3 separate regions of the Gossypium hirsutum genome follow, and all the other regions are linked to region 2. The links are chromatin contacts, called in public Hi-C maps. All regions are on one chromosome and are shown on one strand. The core of a region is the stretch at or near the end of the contact, and the rest is flanking DNA. Distances in the headings are between cores, read along the strand shown.

Region 1 (2,700 bases), core at 107-2,606, 130 kb before region 2:
TTCTGACCTTTTTTTTTGTTTAATGTCTATAGAACGTGTGAATTAATGCCTGCCCTGCCGTCAATGATCGGTTTGTTAATAATAATTATATTAAAGATTCCAACGGATTTTACATTTCAATGCGGGCCATGCCTTTTAAGACAGCTAATGATTTGGAATTTTGCCTAAAATTTGAAAAATTTTCATTATGCTCTTCAATTTTTAAAAAAAAAATTTAATTAGCTCCCTTCAATACTCTCAAAGTGTTTAAAAATTTTAACTAATCCCCCTCCCTCAATTTTTTGGCAAATTTCATTTGAGTTTTTTAAAATATTTATGTTTTTTGAAAATTATAACTAGTCCCGCTAAACTTAATGACACGTTCCACCATTAAAGTCTGAGCTTTTCAGGGTGATGTATAAAGTCATATTGTACCAAAAAGAATGGTGGGGTTGGGCTATAATTTTCCTTGCTGATAAACCTGATAGCTGTTGTTGCAGTTCATGTTACTGAAAAATATGTTGGTTGATTTCATAAAATACAAACTACGTAGTCACTTTCAATATTGTACATGTACATGTATGTATTTATATGTATATATGAAAAAGATAGCAGCTTTGCTCTGTTTCTCATTTATGGTGATTGTCCTTGTCAACAATGCATTTCCATTTTCAGATAATGATAAAGGGGGGAAATCAGGGGCCAAAATTTGTTTTTTATGGATTAGAAATGAATAAAAAAATTTAGGGGTTATACTAATAATTTCTTAAAAATTAAACCCCTTGTATGAAAATTTTTATTTTCGAAAGTAAACTACAATGCCTCCTTTCCCTCCATCCTGACGAAAAATGTTCGAAGCTAATCTATTGAGACTTCGAGATCCTTGAGATAAATTGTATAAAAACAGTTAATTTCTTAAATGGTCAAACTCTGGATCAAAGTTAACTATGGAATAGAGTGAGGGAATGTTTGCAACAGATAAAGGATTTTCGTGTGAATCATGTCTTGAGGCATAAAGAATTATGTGGTGAATAGTATGAAGAGTTTGACTATAACAATAGTTGTTGTATTGAGGATTTTTGAAGAACCTTATTGAACAGTGCATGACATTATGATGGCTGAGGTTTCTAGCTTAATGTCTGAAATTGGTTGATAATTTTATATTATATTGTACTCTTACTTATTATTGATATTATCTTTTTAAATTAAAACAAAATTAATAATTTATGGATGAATTTTTTATAATAAAAAAAAATGTCCCACCGGAGAAGACATCAATCGCAGTTCTTTTGGTGAGACACATGCAACTCGGGTTAACTCATCTCCGACCCCATATGATAGAATGATAATAAATAAATAAATAAAAAGAGGTGGGGGGGCTTATTTGAATGCGCCTTTTCTCTCTCTTATATATTAATTCGACGCCCTTTTCTAAGCAACATCTTCATTTTTCTTGCTTCTCCTTAACCAAAATCCACATCTTTCATTCTAATATGCAAAAAAGAAAACATGGTTGTTTGATATCTGACAAATTTTCCACCTAGGAATCAGTGAAGTGTGTGTTCTGTTCTGTCTGTATCTTTTTCTTATACTCATTGTAACTTTGGTCTGGTCTCAAAAATGGGAAGGCAATCTTGTTGTTACAAGCAAAAGCTTAGGAAAGGTCTTTGGTCCCCTGAAGAAGATGAAAAGCTTTTAAGGCATATTACAAAGTATGGCCATGGTTGCTGGAGCTCCATCCCTAAACAAGCTGGTAGGTACCATATACATATACATATATGTATGTATGCATGTATGTGTTGATGAATTGTTTATAAAAAAATATGGATGATTTGGCAGGGTTACAGAGGTGTGGGAAGAGTTGCAGGTTGAGGTGGATTAATTATTTAAGGCCTGATTTAAAGAGAGGCACATTTTCACAAGAAGAAGAAAATCTCATAATTGAACTTCATGCAGTTTTGGGGAATCGGTATATACATATACATATACATATACACACATATATATATATGTTTCTTCTTCTTCTTATTGGGATTTTTATGGAGAATTCTGGGTTTTTCTCGGTTTTCAATTAGGTGGTCTCAAATTGCTGCACGATTACCAGGAAGAACCGACAATGAAATCAAGAACCTATGGAACTCTTGTTTGAAAAAGAAGCTTAAACAGAAAGGCATCGACCCTGTCACTCACAAGCCACTCTCCGAGGTCGAAAATGGCGAAGGAAGTGGAAGCAACAAGCCATCTTTGGTGGGTCATCATCCAATTCATCAATATACATCGCCGCCCCCACCACCACCACAGCTCTCCTCTAACTGGTTCAACCCTGAATTTCCACCGCCCATGACCGCCTCTTATGGACCCTTATACTATGGAACCACCACCGGTGGCTCAGCCAATAACTCAACTTGGGGATTGGTTCAAACACAAACTGAAGAAGAAGAAGAAGAAGAAGAAGAAGAAACCAAATGGACTGAGTTTCTTAAAAACCCTTTATTAATGGCGGCTGCTTTACAAAATCAAACCCCACAATCTTATTACAATATCGAGATCAAATCAGAGCCTTGTTACTTAACGAATAGTTCATCATCATCATCAAACGATATGTGGTGGCCTCAGACCCGACAACAGCAGCTACCACTACAACATGAACCTTTACAAAATCCAGACATATGTGGTAAGGATATGCAGAGACTCACAGCAGCAGCTTTTGGACATATTTAG
Region 2 (2,700 bases), core at 102-2,601:
TTATTATTGGGGTCAAAACTGAAATTTCAAAAGAAAAACATAAATTAATTCTACAAATTACTCATATTATATTTACTAATAGCAGAATGATATTTTTAAAAATATACACAAGTAACATAACAAAATAAGTCATGGCTTAAAGGGAAGAAAATTGTCTGCTCAATAGTGAAAAGAGCAATGAATATATGGATCCGAATCATCATATCTATTGCTAAGAGCTGAATTTACATATGAATAAACTACCTCACAAACAATTTTCGCATATTATAATTCCATTAGCCAAACAGGTAAGGAATCAAGGATTCAAAATGTTTGAAACTAATCTACTATTCAAATTGATTAAAACTAATTACTTGCATTAACAAATCTCACTTCACTTGATTTCCATGAAAAAAAGAAAGAAAGTGCTAATTGGAATTGGATTACCTTAGGAGATTTTACCTTTCAAGATTCAGAAAAGGGATTCTGAAGTAAAAAACGAGCATTACTCAACAGAGCAGTTGCCTCCTCATTTGATGCATCCATCAGTCTCAGTTCCTTGATCTCTTCCTGCCATTTCTCCATTTGTTCTTTATGTATCCTTCAAAAAAATATTAAAATAAAACAATTTTTTTTAAAAAAGAAATCTCCTCCGATTTTAGATTTGAATACATACGTAATAGGTGTAGAATCTTACATGATTAGCCGCTCTTCAAAATCGTTACTCAATTCCTTGAACATTGATTTTTCTGATTCTAACAGCTCCGAGACCTCCATGAAATTATTAAAAAGGAAATGAAATAATTAAAATTATTGTGAATATCTAGCTGCTTATGCAAAATTACAGTTACCAGTTGAGTGAAGCGCTTGATCTTTTTAAGAATGTGAGAGACATTGAATTCCATTTCTTCAGATCCAACGATGATTGCCTCAGATTGTTCTTTCTCTGTTATTTCCTCCATAATAGTTCCATTGCTTATGTGATCTTCTTGTTTCTCTCCCACCTAACGTTTTAGGACAAAATCACATACTAATTTGATTGAAAATAAAAAGAAAATAAAGAAAAAATAAGAAGAGAAATCAAGGAAGCTTTTACGTCTGGTTTCTTGCGTTTTCTCGAAGCTTCATTCGTTGCACTTTCCATTTTATCCTTAAAAGTTAAAACTGAATATCTCTCATCATCAAAACCAAAAATAGTGAAGGAAAATTTGACTAAAAAAAGGAAAAAAGAAAAAATTTCTTCGCGTTATAAAATTAATCGAACAATTAAATCATAAAGAAAAATTTCATACCGCAGAGAAAGTGAGAGCGAGAATCGAAGTTGAAAGTTGAAAATTGAGGAGAATGCTCAGAAGAGATCCTCTCGTTTTTCAAATTTGGATTGAGAAGCGCGCGCCAAATTTAGATTTATTTCGTGTCGATATCCATATGGTGGGCCGAAATGAAATGGGTTTTATAGGCCCCAAAATTACGTAAAATGGGGTTTCTAAGTTTTGGTCCACGTAAGGCTTTTTTTCGAGGAATATGGTTAGATATAGTTATGGGCCAGACTTAAATAATAGTAGTTTTAGATATTTTCTTTGTTCAGGCTTGGCTCGGTCTGAAATATGAATTAATAAAATTTTCAAGTCTAACCTTATATAGAATGGTGAATATATTTCAGAGGTCCCTCTATTATAAGGACCTAATCAAATTAATTCTTATACTATTAAATGGATCATTTTAGTCATTGTATTATTAAAAAGAATCCACAAATGCCCCATTAGAATAGAGCTAATATTTCATGTTTAAAAAATATAATTTACTATTTAAAAGAGTTAACATTTTAAAACTTCTTTTATGATTTTGTAAACGAAATCTTTTATTTGGAATTGAATTACAACTGAAACGAATAATAAATATTTTTTATACAATAAATGTTAACTCTTATACAATTTAGACTTATTTGATTCTTTTTAACAATATAGGGATTAAATTGATTTGGTGTCTATAATGCAGGGACCTCTCATATACTTTAACGAGCTTTTTAATCCTACAAGAAAGATTTATTTTAAAATATTTAATATAAATTAACATCATTTAATGGTTTTTTTAATCTCATTTATGGAATTAATTTTTCTTTTTAAATCAATGCACCAAACAATTATCTTTTAACTAATATTTATGGAATTAAATAATTTTTTTTCATAATTTTTTTTATTTAATGATGAGATGGAATGAAATTATTCGGTAATAATGTTAGGTGTATTAAACTCATATACTGACAATACATCAAACATTATTACTAATAAAAATGTCGAAACTTAACCCCACTTGATGAATTGGACTTAGAATTGAAGACATATTAGGATCAGTTCATGCTAATATCTTTAACCAACAACCAAAGTTTTCAAAACTAAATTAATTAAATTAAATAAATTTTAAAAAAAAATCTTTTAATTTAATTAATTTTTTAATTCAATTCAATAATTTGTATTAAATTATAAATCATTCAACTAACGTTTTATTCTAAATCAATACTTTAATTGATTTTTGATATAATCAATTCTACTTACCAATTCAATTCGAAAACCTTAGCGGGGACTTAACATGTTTGTGGCACGTCACTCTAGACTTGCTACTAGCTGTTCTTTATTAATGCATTCGATTCTTTAGGTCACATAAATTGATACGCCTTATGTAATAAATCAAGGACTGCCATATAACAAATATAGATAATTT
Region 3 (2,700 bases), core at 25-2,524, 200 kb before region 2:
GTGCAACTGACTCTTGTCCTAAACCGATTAACCATTAACCATCTTCATATGCATTGACCATAATTCAGCAGATGAAATAAGACCAAAAAACTCAAAAGAAAGATTACATTTCCCAGCGCCGGTCGATCACATCGAGTTGTTGTTGAAGTTTTTCTTGAGTCCAAATGAGGTGGAGAGTGTCAAAATCTAAACTCGAGACACCAGAAACCACAGCTGACGAAAGGGAAACTTTTATACCCTGCAATAAATCAGATTACTTGCAATAACAAAAAATTTGCAAAGACTTTATAACTCAAGCCAGTTTATCGGCACAAAAAGTAGCACACACCTCGATTAGTTCTTTCTTGGTGGTGGAGAGATATCGACCTTTCCTGCACCCTGACAAGTAACTCAACACAGCATAACCTTCCTTTTGTCCTCCACACATACTCTCGAACTTGTTCCTCGTAACAACGCAATATGAATTCCAGTGACTTTCGGACAAACACTTAATCACTTCATCAGCTTTCTCCTAAGAACAATTAGATTAAAACAGTTCAAATATTCCAATTTTTAGTTCATGAAATAGTACTTTTCACAAACATGTTGCAAACCTTCAACAATGTTGTAAGAATCAGACAATCTTCAAGAAGGATACTTTCAGGAGACATTGTTGATCTGTTCATCAAGCTTTTCACTTTATAAAATAATTGAGTTATTCTCCCACTATAAGGACCCACCATGTCCGAAATTCGAGTTATTTCACCTTCATTATACATAATAAACTGAAATTTTCATCAAAATAATAAAACCCAAAAATTCCATAAAACAAAACAATCAAATTAACCCATAATTTAGCTCACCAATACGTGATCAATGCACAAAGGAGTTAAGCCTCCTCTATTAAACCACTCATTTTTCACCTACAAAACAATTTATAGGCAAAACGAAATAAAGACCAATTTTATAAGTTAAAAATAAGTAGAAAATTGAAAACCTGGGGAGGGGAAATGATGAAGACACCAAAGTGGCGGGCGATTTTTACGATCAAATTTTTCCAGAACTGGAATTTGGGTTCCCAATCGGATTTTTGACCGCTAAAAGCTTTAAAACGGGCCGTTGCGATTAATTCATAGTCCCAATCAGGTACTTCTTTTCTTATGAATTCCTTCACTGATTTCGAATCCATTTTTCTTCTGAAAATGGAAAAATTCAATTGACCTCCCGCTCAACCCAAATGCTTCCGTTAGGTTTTTGCAATTTTCTCGAGAAATTTACTAGGAAAAATTAAAAAGGAAAATTCAAATGCGATTTGGATTGTGAAGCGGATCAAAACTTGGATCCAAGCCCAATTGAAATCTTTCACGGCCTTTTTTTTTTTAACATTATTAGGGTATTTAGGTCTTTTAAATGAGAGAAATTAATTATTTTAAAATGTTACTAGCTGGGGTTACGTTAGGGTCAAGTTTTCTTTTTTAAAAAAAAAACCCTTTACCTATTTTATCGGGCTCAACTTGAAAAAAAAAACCTATTTTACGATTTTTAAAAATTAATAAATTTATTAAAATTATTTTTAATATTAATATTTTATATAATTTTATAATTAAATTTAATTTTAAAAATATTTTTTATCATTTAAATTAAATTCAAATTAGCCCAAAACATAAAAATTTTGTCCCAATTAGATCGGGCGAGCTGTGGAGCCATGAACAGGTATATTCCTCCCCAAAACCAGTAAATTAATCTCTATTTTAATTTATGAGAAGTTGATGCTTGTATTTTACGAAAATAAAAAAGTTTTTAAGAAAAATAAAAAAAATTATCTTTATTTTAATTTATCAAAAATAGATACTTAATACTTTACAAAAATTAATCTTTTTATGTTATTCTTTTTCTAATCCCCGTGTTAATATTGTGATGGTAAAAAAATTGAGTAATATTTTTTTTAGGATGTCACGATCACAAAATGTAACATATTTACAAATATATATATATATTCAATCAGTTAAAATATAAAATTAAATTAATACAAGAAATAGCAAAAACTCACATCCATATATCACAATTAAGTACTACATCAATTTAAGATATGAGCTATCTTATAAACTTATTTTGATTAAATGTAATTTCTTCATCAATTATGTAGGGTTAATTTTTGTGATGTTATTTGTTGAGATTGTTGTTGGTTTTTTTTTTATGTGATGCTCCAATTTGTTAAACTATAGGAGTAAATTTGATTATTAAACTCACTTCTCCTTTTTTTTTTTTAAGTATAATGATAAATTTAGTTTCGAATATTTATATTTAGCCTTTATTCTTATTTAAGTTAAATTTAACCCTCAATCTTTTATAAAAAGTAGAAATTGACCATTAACTTTTTAAAAAAGAGCTCAATTGTTATTTTTTTAATGACAAAAAACATGGTAGCCCATACGGCAATCCACGTGTTCTTTATACTATTTTTTTGAATTCTTTTTATATTTTTAAAATTTTATTTTAAAATATTTTTATAATTTTAAAATTATTTATTAACGTGACATATAAAACAAATAGTGTCATATTAGCATGAAGTGTGCAGGTTCCTATGCCTACATCGTTAAAGGAATTAATGTTTTATTCATGATTTTAATTCTTTTTGAAAAGTTAATAGTAACATTTATTTCAAAAAAATTAAATGTCAAATTGATAAAAGATATAAACATATTCAAAAGTGTGATTATA

What was found. A called contact is a pair of places that touch in the nucleus more often than the background predicts.
Region 1: a contact with region 2 is called in a Hi-C map of leaf, with 2.1 times the contacts expected there. The contact joins the promoter of LOC107922981 here to the promoter of LOC107938527 in region 2. A contact is called at or near these places in 2 of 34 Hi-C or Micro-C datasets (both in leaf).
Region 3: a contact with region 2 is called in a Hi-C map of leaf, with 4 times the contacts expected there. The contact joins the promoter of LOC107922970 here to the promoter of LOC107938527 in region 2. A contact is called at or near these places in 15 of 34 Hi-C or Micro-C datasets (anther, callus, fibers and 3 more).

The regions. Positions count from the first base shown.
Region 1 is chrA12:83,410,721-83,413,420 of Gossypium_hirsutum_v2.1, reverse strand. It overlaps LOC107922981 (transcription factor MYB4), which reads left to right and starts at 1,356. Exons shown (of 3, transcript XM_041082891.1): 1 at 1,356-1,732; 2 at 1,819-1,948; 3 at 2,055-2,700. The coding sequence starts at 1,600. The coding sequence ends at 2,700.
Region 2 is chrA12:83,279,680-83,282,379 of Gossypium_hirsutum_v2.1, reverse strand. LOC107938527 reads right to left here and starts at 1,351. Exons shown (of 5, transcript XM_016871712.2): 1 at 1,272-1,351; 2 at 1,076-1,143; 3 at 831-983; 4 at 677-750; 5 at 146-580. The coding sequence starts at 1,123. The coding sequence ends at 445.
Region 3 is chrA12:83,477,124-83,479,823 of Gossypium_hirsutum_v2.1, reverse strand. It overlaps LOC107922970 (charged multivesicular body protein 7), which reads right to left and starts at 1,274. Exons shown (of 8, transcript XM_016853174.2): 1 at 977-1,274; 2 at 843-902; 3 at 594-764; 4 at 329-511; 5 at 108-238. The coding sequence starts at 1,168.